Linked DNA regions of Mus musculus: regions 2 and 3 are each linked to region 1. The links are chromatin contacts, called in public Hi-C and HiChIP or PLAC-seq maps. All regions are on one chromosome and are shown on one strand. The core of a region is the stretch at or near the end of the contact, and the rest is flanking DNA. Distances in the headings are between cores, read along the strand shown.

Region 1 (4,288 bases), core at 861-3,360:
TCCCGTCCATCTTCAGGGGGTAGTTGTGCCTGTTTCTGATTTTAGGCAATTGCATTTGTGGTGTGCTTGTATTTTGCTTCAGTTTGTGAGAACTAAGGGTCCCTAGAAAGAACAAAAATAAACCCACTTTTGTTCTGAGTTTATTTGCAAACCAGGTCAGAGGCCCTTGATTAGCTCTCAGTTGGAGGATAATTTGAACCTTGACAGATTGAACCCAAACAGCAGGGGTTTTCTAGTGTGGCCAGTAGATAGCAAAAGAGAAGAAGAGCCAGTTCCAGTCCCCAGGCCATACAACAGGACTGAAGAGATGTGCTGCGGTTAATGGGTGGTTGCTTCAAATATTTACGGAAGGTCCAAGGAAGAAAGAAAAGCTAGCATCGTAGGCAGCTGTTTGTAAGGGAAACCTATTAAAAATAAACATGCTGGATAAGGCTCCAGGGCTAATAGAGCTGTCAGATACCGAATACCCTCCAAGGACCGTTGCACAGGACAGACCTCATAAGGACCCACTTGGACATGGGAGTTGCCTTGCTCTTTGTTTTATTCAACAAATTGTTTTCTTTCATGTTTGAATTTGTTTTACTTTTTCAACTGTCCATACAGATATTTAATATTTTCTAGACTATGAAGTTTAGATACTAGGGTCAGCTCACTTACATTGTATCTATTAGGATAAAGTTGGGTAGATGGCTTGCATCTAGCCTCATACCATCTGGGCTTGTAAAGAAATGCATATTATATGGTGGTTTGTATATGACAGTAACAGCATTTCGCTGTGATGACAACATTGCTGAGAAGTTCTGTACTGACACGAAAGTGGAGCCTGAGGCAGTGAGGGTTTGGGGTCCAGGCTGAGTACTGGTGCAGGTAATCTTGTCTGAGGATGCTTTTCAGAGTCCGTAGCAGAGCATCTACCTCTTTAATGTACTACACCACTTTAGAACTTAGCTGAAATAACAACAAATTGTACTGGTACTATGTGTATGGTTGACATTCATGTATCAGTATTCTCATTTTAACCATTTCTTAATTCTTTGGGGGGAAAAAAAGAGCAATTTTAATTTCCCAAGGCTTGAATTTACATCTGAGTATCTTTGCGCAGAGGCTTATGGGGAGGATCAAGTCATAGGGATCTTGTTATTGGATCGACTGCCTGCTTTCAGGTCAGTTTCCCAACTAATGCATGGGTGTGGCCATCCTCATTCCACTTTTCTAGAGAAGAGACCCTGGCACAGACTGAGAGAGAAGCCATAATCTCAGAATCTGACTTTATAATCTGAGCCTGCCCTGTCCTCTCTGCTCATGTTCTGTCCATAGTAGCAAAGCCACTCAGGATGCTCCTGGGGTGTTTGCAGGCACATTTTCTCCATCCCTATCTAAACTCCTATGGGCAGAAGCTCTGTAATTACCTGTCAGCTGGAATAGTGTTTAATCACCCTGAATTCACGGAGATTCACTAACGTAAGAGGAGAACATGCCTGGAGAGCAGGCAGTGATGCTTATAGGCACCCCCTTGAATAACCCAGGAAGAAAACTAGCCAGTCTCTTTAATTTTCAGCCAAGTCTTGCTTATGTGTAGTAAACAAGGCTGTTTTGATTTTGCCACTTATTACTGCAATGAGGGGATTGTATTCTGACCTGCACATGCAAGCTGGTCAATGCCGGCACCGCTGATAGTTTTAAGTGAGGAGTCCCCTTCCTCCTGGGTGGAAATGGGTCTCAGCATCTCCCACAGCAGTGACTGCAATGGTGGTGAAATCTGCAAGTCTCTCTTCCTTATTTATTGGATCTGGCCTCCACTGATAACACTACATTTTTGCCCCACTCTGCAGTTATATTAGACCCTTAAACTTAGACTCTTTGTACTTCATCATTGTAATTTACACACTGGGCTGGGACATTCCCTTCAAGACAGTTTGTCTTGTGCCTCCAGCTGCTCCCCAATAGCCATTGTGCTGAATAAGCACTTAGTTCAGTATGTCCTTGATACAATTAATGCAGGCATCTGCAGAAGCGGCCTCGGCAGCAGCAGCTGCACTGCCTTATGGAAGCCAACTTCTGCTTAGCATTGTGATAAAAGAAATAGTTTGGAGCTGAAGCTAATGTTGGCTTATTTTTAGCATAAAGAGAGTTGCACCTGCCAGGGCTGGGAGAGGCCTGAGGTTTGTTGATTACAAGGTCTTGTTAGTGCCATTGTTATTGGTAAAATGGGCATGATGTCATCCTCAGGAAACCGAATTGGCACCCCGTCGAGTGACAAATAATTTACTCTCTGTGGTTTTAGCAGCATGGGCCTTGTGTTCTGAGGAGTGGAGTGCCGGAGTTTTCACAGTTGAGTGCTGGGGCACTGCAGAGGTGTGCGACAGTGAGAGGAATTGATACTCGCTGGTAATCAGCATGCATAGCAATGGCCAAGGTGTAATGAAACATAAGTGCACAGTTAGGGTACCAGGTGGGGCCCTGGGGCTTCGCATGCACTGAGACCACAGCGAGCAGCCCAGCAGCACCATGTGGCAGATCCTCGATTTCTCATTAATCCTTCTGTCCCCTAAGTCAGGGCCCCATTGACTTTAAACAGCACTTCATCTGTTCAGTGTCTCCTCTCAGCAGTGGATGGAGGTGATGTCATTCATGATCGCGGCTGTCTGCAATTTATTAAAATAAATCATCACTCTGATTTTGTTTGGGAGTGATGCTCGCCATCCTTAGTGGCAGTCACGTGACTAGTCAGTCTAAACTGCTTACCATTGCAATAGTTATTTTAACAAAGCAGAGCAGCTGCTTATTTAAATCAGCCAAATGATCTTTGGCCTTTGAAACAACTTACAAATTAAAGTATGATATACATGTAAAAGAGTTAATAGCTACTAAAATGTATTTTCTTTGCTTATTTAAAAACTGTATTGTATTTATAGAAGCTGATGCGGCTTTTGCTTTATGCATCACCAAGATTCTCTTTCTGGCATGTTTCAGAATGAGAGACCAGTGAAGGAAGTGTGCCACGAATGCCACTGGGCTGCATACTAAAGAATGGCTGAAATACTAAAAGAGACAGAGTGCCCGAGGTCTGTGGCGTGAGGAAGTATGTTTAGAGCTTGCTGAAGGACTTAACTAGTGTTAGGGCAGCACAGGGAAGGCCCGCAGAGAGCTCCCATCTGGCTGCTTTGGTTGTGATTGGAAGGCACTGCATCTGCCCTGTAGAACACAAACAGTGTTAGTAAAGACTTTCCTCATCACTGAGTTTTCTAGGCTACATACAGCATGACGACGTGCGGTATCTCAGGATACTCTAGGTTGGACTCTAGAGCCGTGACTGTATCTTAATACCATCGGCTTAGTGACTTTACCCACAGAAGTAACCCTCCTGGATTTTGTCGTGTGATACTCTGAATGCTCTGAAAATGGAAAGTGGCCTATATGAATGCCCAGCGATGTGGTGCTGAGGATGGGAGAGCTTTTCTGTTGGTGTCATAGCTGCTGTCTCTTTTCCCACTGGACTCCCACCTCTTGTCCAGACACATTTAAAATGCCCAACTGAATTTCCCACGTTTGTTTTGAATATGCCTACTAGGAGGTAAATTCACGTTGGTCTGCTCTTTTGTTTCTCTTTATTCATGTAGGCCTGGGAAGTGCTTGAGATCCTCATTGTTGCAGTAGGAGTAAATAATGTGGTGGTGGACAAAAACCACACCAGCAGCTCTTTCTCTATCTCCTGAAGTTTGTTCATTTGTGTTGAGATCCCAGTAGAAATATCCCAGGAGAATATTTCTATTCATCAGCAAGCATTTGCAAGATCCCATTGCTAGTCAAGCAGGCTGTGAGGTCTGCTTGCACATATGGTTCTAAGCAAGTACCTATTCAACAAGCAGCAGTCTTCTCATCTGAACCTTGGAGTCGCAATTCTGGATGCTGTGGTGTTCCTATGGAGCAGGTGAGTGCTGTGCCTCATGCTTACCAACCAGTTCTGTGGCACATAAACGCTTATCTTACCTTCAAAGACATCACTACACAGGAACAGTAGATGAAAGCCACCATCATTTCTCCTTTTTAAAGATGCCCATGTACCCACAGGTTGTAGACTCGAAATTTCAGGTGACTGAAAGGAATTAGCCAATTGCGTGACTATCTGGGCTCTCTTCTCTTGGTGATTATTTTTAAACCTGTGGTATAAAATTCATAGGATTAAAGGAAAATATTATTATCAATACAAAGAATATCTTCATAACATAGCTTCTTCTACATTAAATAACAAAATATATCTGGTTCTAATATATCCATATATTTAAAG
Region 2 (4,288 bases), core at 1,206-3,705, 390 kb after region 1:
ACTCCTCCAAGCCTTACCCAGAGGACGCCTTTGCCAAGTCTCATGGGTCTGAGACAGTGGTGTTCCTGACATGGCTGTTCCCGTATCAACAATATGCATTTACTTGGAACTTTCTCCCCTCCCTATACCTTCCTTCATTCCAGGCTTTCTCTACTCCTTGTTCCCTGCGAGAAGTTTCCTAAAGCAGATTCCGAAGCTGATCCTCTGCCGTGCTTCTCTACAACCTCTGCTGATGGACAAGTGCTCCCAGCCTGTTTCCACTTCTGTCTAGCTCCTCTGATTCTCTCCTTAGACCTCAAGGGAGGGAGTATGGTGGCTTCTGCATCACCACATTCCAGGGTCACCAAGAATGCTGAAATGCAAAAGGAGCTATGGAGGAAGTTTTAGTGGCCACAACCAGCCCTCCACGGCCATGTGGCAATGACGAATTGGGATGGTTAGAGAACTTTCCACTTGCATCTTTTCCTTGTGCCCTGTGGCTCAGCCTTCCAAGTTCTAGTGATGCCAGCTGGAGGATACGTTTCCAACAGTGGCATCTGAGGGGTGGGAATGACTTAAGACAGGCTGTGATAATGGTCACATCTCAGACGTGGATGCTTTAAAAGCTTGGCTGGTCTATATCGATGTAGAAGGTTTTTGAACAAATTTAACTCAACCTTATTGGGATTTTCAAACAAACTACTTTCATTTGTATTCACAAGCATGTTAGTGCAATAATGTACAATGTAAGAAGTGCTTACATGAGTTCGTTTCAAGTAATCTACCTTCACTGTTGTTCACGGTTGGTTGGTTTGGTGGATTTTGTTTCTTTTCTCCTTTCCTTTCTTTTCCTTTCCTTTCCTTTCCTTTCCTTTCCTTTCCTTTCCTTTCCTTTCCTTTCCTTTCCTTTCCTTTCCTTTCCTTTCCTTTCCTTTCCTTTCCTCTTTCCTTCCTTCCTTTCCCCTCCCTCCCTCCCTCCCTCCCTTCCTCCCTCTCTCTCTCTCTCTCTCTCTCTCTCTCTCTCTCTCTCTCTCTCTCTCTCTCTCTCTTTCTCTCCAAGTCAGGTTCTCATTCTGTAGCTCAGCCTAGAGTGAAACTTAAAATTCTCCTGCCTCAGTGCCCAGAGCCACACAGGGCTCTCTTACTTTCCTGAGACGACTCAGATTGTGGGATAGCCCGCCTTTCTCTTGGCCTGCACAGTTTCACAGGGAACTGGAAGTGGATGAGCGCACAGAGCCACCCCTGGAGTGGCTGAACTGAAGGGAACCCCAAGCTAGAGAATCTGCTTCCTCATCACCAGAGAGGTGATCAGAGCTTGCTAGACACATCACTGGTGTACACCAGGATGCACCAAATGCCATACTTCTGCGTCTCGGTGCTTTCTTCTTCCTCTCACTTTCTCCACATCTGCTGCTCCCGCATCTTCCCTCCTCTCACCTCGTTTCCTTCTGTTCCCTTTGTGTCTCTCCTCTGTCCTTAGTGGAGATAAAAAAAATACAACTAGTACTACTATAAATATAAGGTATGCCAAACCATGTGTGTGAAGCTTGAACATATATCAGAATTAAACATAATTACAGTGCACATATATGTATGTGTATATACATATGTGTGTATATGTGTTCATATGTATTTGTATGTGTATGTGTGTTTATATGTATGTATACATATATGTGTATGTGTTTCTATGTCTTTATATGTGTGTCTCCATGTGTGTATATATGTGCGTATGTTTATATGCATGTACACATATGTGTGTATATATGTGTATGTGTTTCTATGTCTTTTTATGTGTGTGTTTACATGTGTATATATATGTATATATGTATGTTTATAGGTATGTGTTTATATGTATATACATATGTGTGTATGCATGTGCATATTTATTTATATGTGTGTATACACACACACACATGCACACTCTGAATGATTGATTGTATGGCATAAAGTTCCTCACTTTTGGTGAGTTAATTTTATTTTTCAGTGTTGGAAGATTTAACCCAGGGCCTTACAGGAGTCATGTATGGTATATTTCATTCCCCATCTCTCAGAAGTTCCTCTCTTAGTCTTTCACCTGTTTGTAAGACATCCACTCCCTACCCCTTTTTGTTTTTTCTTGGAATGAGTCCTACCCTGTCTGTCTCCTTTGCAGCCCTGGCATTCCTGCTGCACTCAGACAAGCTTCTGGAAGGGATGTGAACGGCAGCCATCCACCAGGGAAGGCAGCAGCCTGGAGCAGAGAACCTCCTCGGGAGCAGGCTCCCCTGTGCCTTTGCACTGAAGCAGATCCTTGACTTTGCAGTGAGGGCTGGGTTTCCCCCGCAGCAACTCCGAAAGCCATCTCTCCTCCTCCAGAGGGCCTCTGCTCTCAGCCACAGACTCATTTTTCTGAGGCAGCCGAGTTGCCAGCTCAGGGCATAGCATGGAGGGCCGGCTTGGTCTGTGCTTTGTCTCTTCTGTCACCGCAAATGAACCAGAAAATTCTCTGAAGGGACAGGCCCCAGCAGATAGAGGCTTGATTTCTTTTGTGTGCGCACGTGTGTTGTGCCTAAGAAATCATTATCCAGCCTTGGATGGGGTCATTTTCTTCTCTCTTTCAGGACAGCGCTATAAATTTAATTATTTGGTCACTGCCACTTTAATTAAAAAGGCCTCTCCCTAGAGGTTTCCTTTTGAAATTTCCAGGAGATTAGGATTATCCATGACATGTCAGCACTTTTTTTATATCCATATAGTATATGGTTCCTATAGTAATATAAAAATGAAATACTGAGATATGAGAAGCTAATCATAGCCTACATTTCTCTCCTAATAATCCCAGATTACATTAATCATAAATGTCGGCCACATCTCGAGATGACTTCTTGACTTTTGACAAAAAGCCTTCATTTTGGCCCTTTAAATTCCAAAGTCAAGGAGAATGTAACATTCAGAATAATTATTAGCATTATTTTACTTTGACATTTCACCCCTGCCTCTAGTTTAACATTCCACCCAGGCAGCGAAGATGAATGTCATCTTCCGACTCACTGGAGGGAATTGCCCCAATTAAACCTGACTTAAAGGCTATTGGAAATGCTGTATTAATTTGCCGTCCTTCTTTAACATAGAAAATATCTCATGAAGGAGAAGAATTTTCATTAAAACCATTAAGGATTTACCATGACATGAACAAGCAGGTTTTTTGAATTGACTTTTTCTCCTCCTCGGGCTAGCATAATAATCAGTGTGTACTTGGTCAGACCAGGGTCTCCCTGCTGGCACACAGCCCGTCAGGACTCCTCTTCTTCTTGTCCTTGCAGCTCAAAGGTCATCGTTATGGTTTTGTTCCTTCTAAAATGATTAGAGGTGTCTTTCAGAAATCCCGGTCTTCCCAGGGAGCAGAGCTGCCGAAGGGAACAACAGTTCCTGGATTACACCTTCTTGCCCTGCAACTATCCCAGCACACAAAAAGTGAGGCTATTTATTGAGGAATGCTCTGTATTTTTTGTTCTTTGGGTTTGTTTGTTTGTTTTGCTTTTTTTTAAAGCCTCTAGTCCCACCTTTGTTATTTAAGATGGAGGGATGATCTGGCTTCTAAAACATACAAACAGTGAACACTCGTCCAAACAGTATCCAACTCACTCTTTAATGTGTCTCCAGTTCCTCAAAATGAAGTTAGATTGATTCTCATAATTCATCCTCATAATGCATAGAGATCCAGGTGAGGTTTGACCTCGAGTTGGGCAACTCTCTTCTGAGCGCTCCCTTCTTTGAGTATCCTGCAGTGAACTTTCTCCCAGAACCTAAAGACCAAAGGAACAATATAGCCTGTGCTCCCTGGAAGGCTATGTGCCCGTGGATCCTTCATCTGTGAAGTGGGTGCTAATACTGTCAGATTGACAGAAGTAGTAAATGAAATGGTAAGTGTTTAAGCTCTGGATCCAGGCCTGACCAAGTTTGTGTCTTTCCAACCACTCAGAAGTGGACCAAAGCAAACCCTCCTACTTGGCATCATCTTCTGGCATTTGCTTTGAGTTGCAGGGCAAGCTGTGAACATGTAGTTCTCTGTGAGTATGAGGTGCAGCTGGGTCTGGGTTGTTCGTTTTGCAGCTGTCAGTGGGGAAGCTGTGGGAACATGGCTTCTTCTTTGGAAGCCAGACAGAGTTCCTAACCCCATCTTGCTTGAACCAGTGGTGTTTCTATTTTGTCAACTCATCTTGATTTGCCCCTTGGATGTTTGTCTGATTGGATGGCACTTCTGGACCTGGATAACCTGTGTTGTACTGACACCTATGTTGCACCTTTGCCTTTCCTGTTGACCTTGGCC
Region 3 (4,288 bases), core at 700-3,199, 360 kb after region 1:
GACACATGCTCCACTATGTTCATAGCAGCCTTATTTATAATAGCCAGAAACTGGAAAGAACCCAGATGCCCCTCAACAGAGGAATGGATACAGAAAATGTGGTACATCTACACAATGGAGTACTACTCAGCTATTAAAAAGAATGAATTTATGAAATTCCTAGCCAAATGGATGGACCTGGAGAGCATCATCCTGAGTGAGGTAACACAATCACAAAGGAACTCACACAATATGTACTCACTGATAAGTGGATACTAGCCCAAAACCTAGGATACCCACGATATAAGATACAATTTCCTAAACACATGAAACTCAAGAAAAATGAAGACTGAAGTGTGGACACTATGCCCCTCCTTAGAAGTGGGAACAAAACACCCATGGAAGGAGTTACAGAAACAAAGTTTGGAGCTGAGATGAAAGGATGGACCATGTAGAGACTGCCATATCCAGGGATCCACCCCATAATCAGCATCCAAACGCTGACACCATTGCATATACTAGCAAGATTTTATCGAAAGGACCCAGATGTAGCTGTCTCTTGTGAGACTATGCCGGGGCCTAGCAAACACAGAAGTGGATGCTCACAGTCAGCTAATGGATGGATCACAGGGCTCCCAATGGAGGAGCTAGAGAAAGTACCCAAGGAGCTAAAGGGATCTTCAACCCTATAGGTGGAACAACATTATGAACTAACCAGTACCCCTGAGCTCTTGACTCTAGCTGCATATGTATCAAAAGATGGCCTAGTCGGCCATCACTGGAAAGAGAGGCCCATTGGACACGCAGACTTTGTGTGCCCCGGTACAGGGGAACGCCAGGGCCAAAGGGGGGGAGTGGGTGGGTAGGGGAGTGGGGGTGGGTGGGTAAGGGGGACTTTTGGCATAGCATTGGAAATGTAAATGAGCTAAATACCTAATAAAAAAAAATGAAAAAAAAAAAAAAATAAAAGCACAACATGAATCTGAAAAGTAGTAGTTGCTCAGTTCATCTTCTGTCATTACATTTTAAAAATGTTTTAAATGTTCTATGTCTGTAAGGGAGTATGTGTGTGTTAGTGCTGGTTCTCGGGCAGGTAAGAGGAAGGTGCTGGGTCTTCTGGAGCTGGGGTGACAGGTGGTCGAGTCATCTGATGTGGGTCCTGGAAACCAAACCAAGGTCCTCCCCATGAGTAGCAAGTGCTCTTAACTGCTGAGCTACCTCTCCTTTGTTTTGGAAGCATTGGGAACACTCTCTGTCACAGAGCCCAGAATATTTCCCAATACATCACAAGGGCTTGGGGGGGGGTGGTGGTTAATGACTCTGGTGTATACTGACTTTTGTGTCATAGCTTGCTAAGTACTTACATTTTTATTTAAGACATGTCCAGAAGGGCTGAGCCCACGAGGGTTCTCTCTGCTTCCTCTGGACCAAGACATAGAGTAGCATGACATACCCGTAGGTTCCTCCAGAGTCCAGCTCTTTATAGAGAAGACGGCATTCATTAGCATTTCTGCTGTGCTAGCAGGAAGCTAGCAGGGAGCTCACTCCACTAACATATGAAAACGAAGCATTTCTCAGTTGTATTTATGCACAGGAGACTCAACAGCTGTCATTATTCATCATAATTCCCAAGCAGGCTGACTGCATGGTAAGTTAGTTACATTCACGCAAAAGTATTGGAGCCAAGTTGTCCATAGTCTTTTATGGTAAGGGTGCCATGGCTGGACACGGGAGATTGGGTGGCTGAGGGTTCTGCGGGCTGAGCAGACTTGATGTCCAGCATGCCCTGGTGGTCTCTAACTTTTCAGTACATTTGCTTTTCTCTGCTCCTGGTGCCTCGTGTCTCCTAGATTCTCGCCCTGTTTTTTTTTTTTTTTTTTCCCCTCCTTCAATCACAGAGAATTAATGGCCCAGAGGATTCCAGTATGACCTCGCCCTAACCTCACTTACAAACTCTGCAGTGACCTCATTTCTAAACAGTGTCACATGTGGAGATGTTGAGAGTTAGGAATTTCATCATATCTTCTGTGGGGAAGGGATGGACTCAGATCAACCAATAAAACTTGCTTGATCTGTATTTCCTTGCCCAGAAACTGAACTCAGCCTTGGCTAAATCCCTAAGAGGAAAACATTTCAAGTATTGTTTGGGACTTGGGAGCTGCAAGCCTGACCCCTCATCTCATTACACACAGAAGGATTAGAGAAGGCCTCACACAAGTATCATTGATAAAATGATCACTCACTGAGTGGGGAGGCTGGGCCCAGTGTGCTGATTTGTCCCTTGAGTCCCTAGCTTTGGTGAGTTTGAGTTGCGGTGGCACTGTGTGCCTCAGCCCTTTCAAACACTAACAACACCATCTTGCTTCATCCCTGTGTATCTTCACCCAATAAGCTGAACTCCCCTTTCAGTTGTTTTAGTTAATAAACATGAAATCAATTCCGTATGTTTTTGCCAGCCACACACATTCAGCACTGGCAATCTTGTGCCATCTTCTGAGAGGAGGGGGTGTCCTTCCCCAGAACCGCTGTGGAGTTTAGGAGGTGTGAGCTCGGGGAGTTTGCTGTAAGAAGCACTCACAAGCCTTTCTCTGCGCCTGCTAGAATGTTCCATCTCACGTCTGAGGGCAAGCGCTCCTCCGTGAGTTCAGTTAAGGTGACAGCTCTGGGACAGATGGTCAAAGTGGGAGAGGCAATGAAGGCACCTTAGTCATGGCAGATGAATATCTGGACCACGTGTGGAGGTGCTGCTCCCACATCTGGACTGCCTGAGTTGCAGTTTCATGGCAGGGTTCCTTGTCTTTAGCTGCAGTGGAAGGATGATTCCCTGATACAGGGTCACCATGCTTACTCTTAGTACTAGAGATGCCAATAGTGCCACCTTCCTTCTTTAAAAAACAAAAGAGAAACACAACTAGTTCCTGAGAGCCAGTGACTAGCTACAGCTGGAGCATGACTGCCCATGGTCCATGTAATCTAAGGATAAGGGAAAATACTACAATTCACTCATAAATGCACACACCGCCATACTGGATTTTGTGTTGCTTGTAATATTTTGTAACATTTTCTCCTTAGCTATTAGTATTTTCTTAGGCTGCTAATTGGTCTTCTAATGGTTTTTCAAAACTATCATATATCGTCTTAATATATGGTTGTTATATAATTATTCTAATATAATTATTAGGCATTGGGCCTGTGTCCAGTTTTTCTGTAATAGATAATGCTTTCCTCCTTGCAACGGATAGTATGTGTTCTCAGGTCTGGCTTTGTTGTGTTCTTTCCCCTTCTTTTTGCTTATTACATGTGTATTCACTCAGCAACAGCAGTTTCAGGTTGTTCAGTTGAGCTATGTTAAGCACTTAGATTCTTTGTTCTCATTCATGAAATAGTTTCGGTATTAAAATAACAACTTTGAAAAGAAAAAGCAAACTTGGAAAGCATTATAATCTACAACAAAACACACAGCAGAGCCAGGTGTCTATTAGTCAGTTCAGACTGCCATAACAAAATGTCACAAACCGAGGGGCCTAAAGAATGGAAATGCTCTGCCGAGGGATGTGGTCAAATAGATTCCTGTGTTCCTTAGGCCTTGGGTTTCAGCTACAGGACCACAAAAAGACACAAGGGTCCATGCCCGGTCTTAAGGTGATCAGGGAAACACAAGGGCACGGAATGCTGGGATCACCTTGGAGTGTGGTTGCTTGCTATTTCTTAGTGGGCCAATTTCCAATGTTGTTGAATTCCTACCCTGAAACATGAGTATCTTAAGCTATTACATCTTTTTTTTCCTCCCTTCTCTTCCCTCCCCAATTTAGCTTTATCGCTTCTTAAAATATACCTGTATATTGTGTTGGCTTATGTTTTATTGTGGCTATATGTGTGTCTGTGGTAGATGCTTCCCCTATTATCCAAGTGTTGGGCACTCTTGCTTGATCTTCAATTGTCTTGTCTTTAACTCCTATTACCTGTCCTCTTTAATTAAAAGAAAAAATTGCCTTATTTTCTTGTGCCTTGTTGAGTTTATAAGTCTGGCTTTCCTTTTTGGTTTTCAGGGTCTTCTCACTCTCAGGCCTTATTTGTATTTGGAAATAGCATCTCACTCTTGATTCTTAAACGCAATATCCAAAGTACCCAAGGAGCTAAAGGGATCTGCAACCCTATAGGTGGATCAACATTATGAACTAACCAGTACCCCGGAGCTCTTGACTCTAGCTGCATATGTATCAAAGGATGGCCTAGTCGGCCATCACTAGAAAGAGAGGCCCATTGGACTTGCAAACTTTATATGCCCCAGAACAGGGGAACGCCAGGG

What was found. Hi-C and Micro-C count contacts between places; a contact is called where the count stands out from the background. HiChIP or PLAC-seq counts read pairs in DNA pulled down with a chosen protein or histone mark.
Region 2: an H3K4me3 HiChIP or PLAC-seq map of embryonic basal ganglia shows a contact between it and region 1, with 4 times the contacts expected there. The contact joins two enhancer-like sites. A contact is called at or near these places in 3 of 484 Hi-C or Micro-C datasets (the AML12 cell line, the N1E-115 cell line and nephron progenitors), 1 of 115 datasets of contacts at active chromatin or transcription factors (embryonic basal ganglia) and 1 of 9 other capture datasets (embryonic tail).
Region 3: a contact with region 1 is called in a Hi-C map of uterus. The contact joins two enhancer-like sites. A contact is called at or near these places in 2 of 484 Hi-C or Micro-C datasets (both in uterus) and 1 of 115 datasets of contacts at active chromatin or transcription factors (embryonic basal ganglia).

What each region holds. Positions count from the first base shown.
Region 1 is chr13:29,608,418-29,612,705 of GRCm38.p6, reverse strand. All of the region lies in intron 9 of Cdkal1 (CDK5 regulatory subunit associated protein 1-like 1), which reads left to right. Among named protein-coding and RNA genes, the nearest start is that of Cdkal1, 250 kb to the left of the region's middle. Within about 2 kb of position 2,110, at least 64 of the 459 cell types and tissues checked have an H3K27ac peak or open chromatin away from gene starts, as enhancers often do. A contact at or near this core is called in embryonic basal ganglia and uterus, where this site is marked.
Region 2 is chr13:29,220,583-29,224,870 of GRCm38.p6, reverse strand. It overlaps a transcript of Cdkal1 not described here. Among named protein-coding and RNA genes, the nearest start is that of A330102I10Rik, 210 kb to the right of the region's middle. Within about 2 kb of position 2,455, at least 52 of the 459 cell types and tissues checked have an H3K27ac peak or open chromatin away from gene starts, as enhancers often do. A contact at or near this core is called in embryonic basal ganglia, where this site is marked.
Region 3 is chr13:29,245,707-29,249,994 of GRCm38.p6, reverse strand. It overlaps a transcript of Cdkal1 not described here. Among named protein-coding and RNA genes, the nearest start is that of A330102I10Rik, 230 kb to the right of the region's middle. Within about 2 kb of position 1,949, at least 31 of the 459 cell types and tissues checked have an H3K27ac peak or open chromatin away from gene starts, as enhancers often do. A contact at or near this core is called in uterus, where this site is marked.